2 separate regions of the Zea mays genome follow, and region 1 is linked to region 2. The links are chromatin contacts, called in public Hi-C maps. All regions are on one chromosome and are shown on one strand. The core of a region is the stretch at or near the end of the contact, and the rest is flanking DNA. Distances in the headings are between cores, read along the strand shown.

What was found. Hi-C and Micro-C count contacts between places; a contact is called where the count stands out from the background.
Region 1: a contact with region 2 is called in a Hi-C map of tassel, with 3 times the contacts expected there. The contact joins the promoter of LOC111258512 here to the promoter of LOC103627191 in region 2. A contact is called at or near these places in 3 of 25 Hi-C or Micro-C datasets (ear, leaf and tassel).

What each region holds. Positions count from the first base shown.
Region 1 is chr5:167,149,593-167,155,006 of Zm-B73-REFERENCE-NAM-5.0, forward strand. LOC111258512 reads left to right here and starts at 2,710. Exons shown (of 1, transcript NM_001357042.1): 1 at 2,710-3,765. The coding sequence starts at 2,753. The coding sequence ends at 3,262.
Region 2 is chr5:166,682,652-166,688,084 of Zm-B73-REFERENCE-NAM-5.0, forward strand. It overlaps LOC103627191 (endo-1,4-beta-xylanase 1), which reads right to left and starts at 2,373. Exons shown (of 3, transcript XM_008647488.4): 1 at 1,998-2,373; 2 at 1,187-1,774; 3 at 1-545. The coding sequence starts at 2,165.

The DNA.
Region 1 (5,414 bases), core at 1,460-3,959, 470 kb after region 2:
TTCTCTTCTGGCGACGCTGGTGCACAACTTCATTCTGAGACATCCCCTGGATGGGTCAAGAGGGAGCTAATGTTGATGACTTCTTCTGGCGGCGACTGAGATGAAAGGATGGAGTCGAACTCTTCTCCAAGTGGGACTGGCTCTTGTAGCTCCAAGGTGACCTCAAAGGGTGGTGGTGCTAGTGGGGTGCTTGCAGCTTCTTCCTTGACCTCAAGGGTGGGTGCTGGAATCTTCTTCATGGTGAGGGGCTCAAACGATTGTGGTAGTGGATCTTGGGAGGGTTTGGGATGCTCTTGCTTATCCACAATCTGAGGGGAGACTGGTATTCCTTCTAGGACTATGGCCCCTTCTGGGAGTTCCTAAGCCTTCCTCTCTTATTTTATAGAGACTGGGAGGTCCAGCAGAATCTAGGGCTCTTCAGCTCTCATGGGTTGAACTGGGTTGGATGAAGCGGGCTCTTGGATCCAAAGGGCTCTACGTTTGTTGTGGGTGACTAAGTAGGCCTCAATCAACTTCTGGATGTGCTTGTCCTTAGCTTTCTCTAGGGCTTCAACATCAATGACTTTACAACTTTCCAAGGTAGATGCATTAGGTGGAGCTGTGGTGAGATCCACATGGAGCTAACGATTGCGCCTCTCTACATCTTATGCTCGGGCAATCATCTTACGGTGGTGTCGAGCCAAGAGATTATACTGCGTATCCAGGGTAAGCAGGTATATTGTGGGGTACATGACTATATAGTCGTCCTCCAGCAGTTGCTGCCCTTCAAAGGCACGCATCTTGGCCATCCAAACGGGGCGGTCTCTCTAAAAGGACGGAAAGAATCTGAGCGGGGTGTTGACCACTTCCTCTTCATAGATTTGACACAGGGCCCTCAATGCCTTGTGGGCGACGACTTAGCATGTGTCTTCGAATCTGCGCCTCACGGCAGTGACACCCAATTCCACATGGTGCAGACTAGATCCAATGTAAACAGTCACGACACACTTCTCTGTGCCATGCTTGATGAATTCACGACCGTCGTACTCTGGCTGGCTCTTGATTCCATGACGTGTTGTACATGCTCTCAAGTAAATATTTGTAGGGTATCTTGAAGAGAATTTTGGAGGAAAATAGACCACTATACTTTCTTTATTGAGATCAACTTGCAAACAAACATTTTTAAACAAAATTTAAAAATTCATTTTAAATTTAAAACGAGTTTGAAAAAAATTCTATATTCGAATTTTCAGGGTGCTACAGTGACCAGCGCGGGGATGGTCCGTGAATAGATCGAATCAGGCGCAACTAATCCATGTCCACACGAGTTTATCACTCTAAATCCACGGTTGCTGTTGGGAGACGCCTTGGAATGGGTCCATACCTCTCCTTATATATTTTAAGGGGTACGGTCAATTGCGGACACCAACAATCGAATCAACAATCAATTTATCTTCTGTTCTTTCCCTTTTGCCCTAGGATTAAGCATAGTTTTCTTCCTCTAATATTCACCTCTCTACGGCTCTATGTCGTATAGAGGCGTCTTGGTTGGCCTGACAATCCCAAGACAAACCCTAGGATCTCTCCTCCCCGACGGGGTCCCTAGCTCCTGGGAGCGAGATCCAGGTGTTGTTGGCGAACTCGGTCGCCTCTGCGCACACGTGAATCGTCCGACCATCAGGCGTGGACTGTCTAGCTCGTCAGCAGAAACCCTAGCCTCTGCACCAAGTCGTGGACTGTCCGCGCTTTTGCAGAGAGCATCGTCGTCGGTACATATCGCAGTGATTGGCGTCAACAATAATTTGTATAGCGTCTATCTGATAGGATCATCGACGAGTGTTGCCTTTATCTAGCTTCTGAGATGATGGAGATGTTATCATTATTGAAATACTTGGAGCAATGGGATGCAAAAGATCAACATACAATGGAGTATTTGGAGCTTCAAGAGGCTTTTGATACCATGCATATCCTGATGATAATGTGTGGTATGTATGGCTATATTTAATTATTGTAATAGTTATGAATATTTGATTTGCGGATTGTACTTTTTTCTCTTTATTATTATAGTGATTTTATCATAAGATGTGAGTTTTACCTAAAAGGGATTTTAAAGAGGCAACCATTTGCACTAAATAGCTCTAATTATGAATGAAGTTTGAAGCCTATTTTCTTGTGGCTTTGAATATTTTTCGTGTATTTGCATTTGTGAGACTGTGACGGGGACTCGGCCTTCTTCCAAAAGAAAGATATACATGCGTTTAACCTCAAGGTTTTCTTTGTGTAGGTTAAATCTATTTGTTTTGCTTTTTGTCAAAGAAAACATGCATTTGTGACTTGCACATTTGGTTTTGATATGAGAAATTGAGCTGAGAAAGGTGTTCTCATCCGGTCTGGCTCGAGCCTTATAATAAAGTTTTTAGGCCGGTGCTGTGCATGAGCGAGTATATCACGGCAGGCCTGCTCGGATCCATATCTCTATAGATATACTTTGTTCACTGATAGAAGTCAAGAAGTGAGCTGGTGACATATATACCTCGAACAGCAAGAAAGTTTCGACATTCCATGGCATGAGGGGTCCACGTGCATAGCAGTAGCAGCAGGCCATCAGCGAGGAACGACAAGGGCCTTCTGGTAAAATCAACATCCACGTTATCGTATAAAGATCTCCATACTAGCACAACAGCGCAACAGCTAGCCCAAGACACCGAAAGATCACCACTGCACTGCCCCTCTGCAGTGCTCTCTCACTCTCACTCGCCTCTTCTCAGCGGCCATGGAGCCCCAGCACGGCGAGAAGGAACTCCAGCTTCTCCTCCTCCCCACAACCACGCCTCTGAACGCTGCCTTCCTCCACGCCCCTCGGCCGGCGGCGGCCAGCAGCCCCTCTGACCACCCGCAGCTGGACCTGAGCCTGTCCATCAGCATTGGGCCACCGACGCCACATGCGGCAGAGCAAGCAGGACGAGGCCGCACGGCGACGGCCGCTGAGCAGAGCAAGAGGGCGGCGGACGTGCAGGCGCTGAAGCAGCAGGCGGCGGAGCAGGCCCGGATGGCGTCGGCGGAGCGGGCGTACGCGGAGCGCGTGAAGGAGCTGGCGCGGCGGGAGCTGGAGCTGGCGGAGCGCGAGTTCGCGCGGGCGCGGGCGATCTGGGAGCGCGCCCGCGGCGAGGTGGAGAAGGTGGAGCGCGTCAAGGCCATGGCCGCGCGCCGGATCGCCGCTGGCGCCTCCGCCGCCGCGCTCGAGATCACCTGCCACGCCTGCATGCAGCGCTTCCACCCTTAGTAATAATATATAATACTATATATAATCAGCATCAGCACGCCATGCATGCATGTTATTGGCTTAATTATTTTGTTATATATAGCTACCGTGACTATATAGTACTCCTGTACTACTAGCTAGTATTAATTACATTCGTTAGCTGTGTTAAGAACTTTGTTTATGAGTTAATGCAGGCTTGCGATCGCATCACCATAGGTAAAGGGAAAAGACAGATCGATGTTCTTCTCTTGCTTTCTTGCAGAATACACACCGCATCGTTTGAGCCAGCCTAAAAGGAGAAGGAAAGGGAATCTAGACAGCAGATTAGCTTTGGCTAGCTAGTAGGGCTCTGTACAGTTTGGAAGGATAAGCTAAGCTGGCTGGCCTCACTCTTGGCTGCCTTTAATTTGCTTGCTTGCTTCTGCTGGGGGACCTCTCACAAAGAAAGAATCCAGGGTGGTTAGATTGTAATTCGTCAATTCTGTCTGTGTTTTATATGAAATATAAAGTTCCATTCTGTGGGCATGTAGTGGGACATATCCTTAGTCCGTTTGTCGGAATTGTTTCGGCTGATCAAAGCTTATATAAATTAGTGAAGCAAGTCGGCCAGGAACGATTCCGTGAAAACCTAACGGACCCTTGATCCTTCCGTTATATATCTAAGAAAACTAATAGGAATTCCAAAACGTTGGATTGGACTAGTACCTTAGAGAGCTGCCGTACCATATCCACCATCAAGGCCAGATCTGGACCATGATGCATGTCAAATACGTACGGCAGTCGGCAGCCAGTAGTGACACAGTCTGCTGGGCATTCAGAAAATGAAGGGTGAATAGCAGCCCTCTGTAAAAGATCAGCAGACGAGCAGGAGTAGGAGTAGGGGATGGAGGGGCATGCAGACAGGAGCGCGTCAGCAGATTCCTGCACAACGGTGTTATTCCTCAGCCATGCATCACTCTTACCCATGAACAGCCGCGGCCTACAAGCTGAAAGAGAAGACACAGACGTGGCGCGCACAGTGCGTTGATGCCGCCAATTCCAATGCCAGGCCAAGATGTCGGCACTCCATCGGCAGAAAGGATCTTACTGTGCCGCTACAGATTCCTAATTCTCCTTTTTTATCATTTCTTTGCGTTGGTCTCTTGAGTTTGAGTTTTACTCCCTCCGTTCTTAATTTGATTTTTTAGGTCTATATTAAAATAGATAATAATGAATCTAGACATATATATATATATATAACATATACATTAATTATTGTATGAATCTTCTAATTTTTTTAAAAAATTTTATTTTAGGACGGAGAGGGAGTAGTATTTACTATTTAGGTTTAGGATCTGTAACAATCAATCTTGAAGATCTCCAACTAAGACTAAAATTATATGGATGGACAAAACACTGTTTTGCATTATAGATTATGCCGAGTTCAAAATAAAAATTAGAGATAAAAAAGACCGGTGAGCGGTGGCCTTAGCGTAAGCACTTCAACATTGCATTCTCAGTACGTATTTAGAGTACACAATACATATCATAATTCATGTGGGACCAAATCTGAACTCTCTATGATCAAAGACCAGTAGTGACTCAAGAGATCACTGATGAGGAAGCACCAGGAAATCCCTCGCCTCCCACGCAGCCACCGCCGCAGTTGTTGTGCGCCTGGTGGGGAGGTGATTTTTGGATGGGGTGGCATTTCTTCCGGTCTTCTCTGCTAGCTGCTGCTAGCCGAACAGTCGTCGCCGGTCCGCCGCCGTTGCTACAATTCACCGCCACCAAATGATTGGTTCATATCACAATCCATATAGAGGACGAGATCGAGGAAGAGGCGCAAGTGCTAGCAACAGTCTACTGAAGTGCCATGACTCAGAGGCAGGAGAATGTCCAGTAGGAGAATGTCCAGTAGTAGTAGTGCGTGATCCAAATCAAATGATTGGTGTGTAATGCTTATGCGTGGTGGAAGTGGAACTGGAACGAAAGGAGGTTCAGGTTCCCCGGCCCTCTCATTGCTCTGATCCAGACCAGACATGATGAGGTGATGAGCAACCCCTTAGAAAGTAGCCTACCGACCCGGAAGGAACAGACCAACCCCCGAAACATCACTAGCAAAAGCCACAGCCCATGTGCCCTTCCTTTCGCACGTACTCGACGGAATCTTGTCCTCACATCAGTGTTCATC
Region 2 (5,433 bases), core at 1,123-3,622:
TTGACGAAGAGCGCGGCGGCCGGGTCCAGGCGCGCGGCCTCGCGGAACATGAGCGCGGGCACGCCGTCGCCGAGGCGGTCGCGGAAGAAGCGGCCGTGCAGCATCTCGTTGTTCACGTCGTAGTGCGGGAACCTGCCGGCGTAGCGGCCGAGGAGGCCCCCGAGGCGGTCCCGCACGGCCGCCATGAGCTGGTCGGGGTCGTCGCGCCCGATGTCCTTGACCCACTGCTGCACTTCGCCGTCCACGGCCCAGAAGATGCAGTGGCCCCGCACGGGCTTGCCCGCCCGGTCGCAGAAGTCGAGCAGGCGGTCGGCGTCCGCGTAGTTGAGCTGCCCGCGCTCCGCCTCCGTCCAGTACCACTTGAGCTCGTTCTCGAACACGGCCCAGTCCATGTGGCTCGTGAAGAAGTCCACGAACGCAGGGTCCTGGATCACCGTGCCGTTGATGCAGCTGCCGATGGGGAAGGCGCTGTCCAGCTGCACCACGCGCACCGACGCGCCCGCCGCCGCCCCGCTCAGCTTCACGACCACGTCACGCTTGCGCACCTGCATGCCAACCGTGCATATATTTGAGAGTGATGTGCACTGATTAATTAAGTGATTATTAGAGGCCGGCCGGTCTGCAACTGCAATAGCAAAACAATGTCGTCGTCCCCGTACTCCCGTTACGTGTGCCTTCATTTGGCGCGGTCACTATCGGCAGTCCGCAGTCAGCACCCGTATACGTCATAACGCAACACGCGCACGCCTAACAACAAGAGAAGAATGCGTACGGGACACCAACGATATGCAGCACTCTTCATTTCTCCCGGCCCGGCCCGGTAGCCGTGGAAGACACAGGAAACGACACTTGTGCGTGGCTATTTTAAATTTTACGCACATCACAACCAAAATGGCACTAGATAATCCTCGATGGAATTGTTTGTCAAGCCAAGTTGATGTTCACTCTCATCATCATTGCAGTATATATGACAGCAAAGGCAAACAGGTTTGCTGCTGCTGCTGCTGCTAGGTGGACATACTAGAAAGAGCACGTATGAAACATTAGGTTGGCTGGCCTTGGCCGTGATAATACTAGAAGGAAGGAACACACGTAACGTTAATTAGTCGTCGGAGATAATAATAACCCGGTGGTCATTTCAGGACGTACGTGAATAAAACGAAGCGAGAAAGCGCGTGTCGCTCACCTTGTCCGTCTTGTCCTTGAGGTACCCGAAGCGCGCCTTCGGGTCCGTGGCAACGATCCGAAGGTCCATGACCTTGACGTCGACGCCGGCAGGCGCGCCATGCACGTGCACCGCCGCGCTGCGGGGGCACTCCCTGAGCCGGAACGCGCCCTTGATCTCCGCCCACCTGCTGCACCCTGCCGCCGCCGACCCGGAGTCGGAGTCGGAGGCGGCCGAGCAGGCGACAGCGCCGCACTCGACGACCACGCCGTCGTCGACGCGGATGCTGACGCGCACGGGGTGATGGCGGTACTGCTGGCGGGCTCCCTCCTCCTCCTCCTCCGCCGCCGCTACGGCTACGCTGGCCCAGCCCGCGACGCGGTACGTGACCCGGGGCCTGAGCGCGCCCGGCGGGATCGCCTGGCGCAGCCCGTCCTCCTCGCCGCCGCGGCCCGCCGCCAGGACGTACCGGCCGCTGCTGGGCGTGCGCTCGCCCCCGACGGCGGCAGCGGGGAGCCTGGCCGGGTCCCGCTCGTGGCGCAGCGACAGCGCCGTGCGCGCGCCCGAGGGAGCCCAGCCGATGGCGTTCGCCTCGAACACCACGTCACCCTGCAACAGAGATCATGAGACGGACAAGTATGCATGCGCTTCTTTTCCGCAACTGCACTGTACTGTAGTGCAATACAAGTGGGCAGCGTGGCAGCGCGCGGCCAGCGGATTGAAATTAAAGCGCCGCTACCTGCATGTATCATATCATCTTTGTTGGTAATTATACACGTACGTCAGACGACGCAGCAGGCTGGCCTGCTAGCTGCCACATGAGTTTGCATACCTGGTGGTGAGGACTGCAGGCCATGGTCGTCGGCAAGCTGGGTCGTCGGAGGAGTTTGGTGTTGGGATGGAGGGGAAACTTGTTTGCTCTCCTGACTTGTTGCGAGGAAACGGGACCCGAGGACGCAGCCGTATTTAAAGGCAACCGGCGGCCGTCACATATCATCATTATCTATATCATGACAGGAAAATCAAATGTATACTACCGCTGGAGTTGCTTGCGGCAATGCGTACGTAGTACAGCAAAGACCAACTGACTTGTTACCCCCAGTTGATTCAAAGAACAAACTGCAAGCAACTAGCTAGTTGCGACGATTGTTGTTACCAAGCGAACGCTCTCTCACTCTCCATTCTTATTTTTTTTAAAAAAAAAACTCAAGGTGATCAAAGCAAGAGCACCCCGTACGTGCAGCTGCACTCTAATTGGCCAGACACAACAAATTTCTAGAGATGATGATGATGTATACATGCCTTTTTCAAAGCAAGCAGTGGGTGTTTATCAATTAGGTTTCTTCTCTTGTACTGTATATCTCGGCACATACTCTGTCTCTCTTACACTGATTCGATCGCTGCATGTGTGTCACAAACCGATTACAGCATGCACCTGGTAGTGTCGCGCGTACCTGCTGCCACATCAGTTCACTGCAGAGTATTCCCTCGGTTTCGTTTTAGTTATCGCTGAATAGTACAAAATTGAACTATCCAGCGACAACTAAAAAGAAACGGAGGGAGTATCATTTATTTCCGCTGGAAAAACATAACTACCCCAGGATAAACTATATATATCGAGCGACCACGCTACCCCTATTTTATTAATTCTATATCAAGTACATATAAATCTTTGGCAGTTGAAAGCATATACGTTAATGTACAAAACCACATGTTTATATGGAGCGTGCAGGTCAAGTATATAGATGATGATCGAGCGCATATGCATGGCAGGCACCAGTCGCAAGTTGCAGCCGCCGCCCGCACTGCATGCGCCCATCAGTTTATTAGGCGTACAGCGTCGCCAAGACTGCTACGGCATGCATGGCTTCAAGGCACGGATAGCGGCTAAAAGCTAGCAAAAGCGTCGCGTGCGTGCATGAATTGTGTTGTGTCATGTGTGTCAGTGTGTGTGTGTGCGCGCACATATTTTATGGTGATGCACCGCGACATCGCTCTCGCCGTGCCGACTTCCGTGCACTGACCAGTTTAAGGCGGCCTCCAACGGCTCACTCTTGTCCTCCCCCTCCGCGGTACTCAAACTCCCCTGCTCGCTCACCCTATTTGGCGTCCGAACGTCTGCGGATCCCTCTCGGAACCGGCCGGGGGAGCTCTAAGCTAATAATCCCCACCCGTTCGCTAATCGCTATATTTATTTGTAAAATTAACATGTTTATATAACCTGATAACAATATGTATTACGGTAGTATAAATATTATATAATTTTTTAACCTTAAAAACTGGTATAGAAATGTTAAATAGTTGAGTTAGAGCGTATATGGGAAGTTGAACCAGAGAATTGTTGGAGAGTGAGAGGAATAAGGGGAGGTATATATTAAAATATGAATAGATAGTACAGATAGGGGATTTGAGAGGAAGAATTGTTGGATTCAGCCTAGTAGGGAGGGCCATTTGTTGAACATGGATGAATGCCTAGTAACTATGTAGCATAACCAGCACATCAACGTGAATGTACAATCCACCGAGTCGTCGCGACAGGAGTAATCCACCACTTCCTAAACCCTAAACCATGCAGACCCATCTTCGTCCACACGTAAGCCCCAAGATATCCAAATTCTTATCACATCTAGATTATCAAGGAATATAGATTCTAAGAAAAGCTCTTCGGAAAATTACATAAGAGTGAAAATTACATGATTGAACAACCACTCCTATCACTGTCGGTTTGGTGATCCAGTAGTGATAATACGCACAACACTAAGTCAAAAGCATCAGCTGACGCTAATAATAATGTATCTATAGCTATCATTGTCGACCTATGGCTTCAGTATGGTCAGTGCATGATCAGAAGTTGGAGGTGCTTGCAACTCAATCCATCTCAAGCATAAGGCCTACTCCACTCTCGCTCAATCATATCGTGAATTTCTCAAATATCTCTCTACATGGAAGTGTATGTTTCATGCAATGTAATCTTAAAAATCCCTTCGAGTCTGTCTCTCTCATTTGGAAGCAAGAAGGAGCAAGGCACAATCATGGGATTGATGACCCAAGGGTATCCCATCCACCAAAGTTAAGTTACCAAAGTTCAATTACATGGATTATATCTCTTTATTCAAGATTTGTTCATATCTCAATCACTAGTTTCATCCTCTATATACAAGGCTAAACCATAGGTTACACAACCCCAATACCTCACTGAAATACCCCTAGATGATCACCAATCACTCCTAGGAAACATTACTCACAAATCCTAGACCAAACATCAAGAACATCATACCTAGAAAAAACAACCTAGATAGGTCCTATCGACGTCCTCATGGACTATCCAAAGGAACACCAAACTGTACTATAGGTTCATCCAACAAGTTCCCCATTTTGGATTACCAAGTTTTATGAATCTTTTTCGCTTGATTTCATTTGTCTTCATCACCAATCTCAATCCCATTCCCTTCAACCCTTTCTTGCAGGATAGGTATGATGTGAGGTACGTGTATGAGTTGACATGATCATCCATGATTACTCAGACTTCATGAAAGTTGAGGCATCATTCCCAATTATCCCTATTTTATACAAGTTCATTATATGTGCATACCATTCCAATGTTGTTTAATCAACTATACTTTCAATCAAGCTAGCTCAATTCACCTAGGTAATGTTGGCCTCTTCAACAAATAAATGGGTTGGGATGACTCATATGCTTAGTTGGCTAGAATCGGTAGCATTAGAATGTGAGAGGGAACTCACTCTCACACGTGTATATTTTTCACTAGGTATACCAACATTATAAATTGCAAGGGTTCAATTTTAATTAACCTTGAACTTGCTTAAGGTCAAATTTCAAATTGATTTGACATAATTTGTTGTGATTCAACTCAACACGGTGTAAGGTTATTGTGAACGTTGAATCTTGAGTGATGTAGCTCATGGAGTAGGTGAAAGGGAAATAGGCTTACACCTTTTCCTATATGAATTTTGGTGGTTGAATTGCCCAAGACAAATTAATTGGACTAACTAGTTTGCTCTAGATTATGAGTTCTATAGGTGCCAAAGGTTCAACACAAACCAATAAAAATCCAAGAAAGGGTTCAAATAAAAAGAGCAAAAGACAACCCAAAGGCAGCCCTGGTCTGGCGCACCGGACAGTGTCCGGTGCACCAGGGAACCCAACTCCAAACTTGCCACCTTCGGGAATTCTGGGAGCCGCTCCGCTATAATTCACCGGACTGTCCGGTGTGCCAGCGGAGTAACGGCTACACAACGCCAACGGT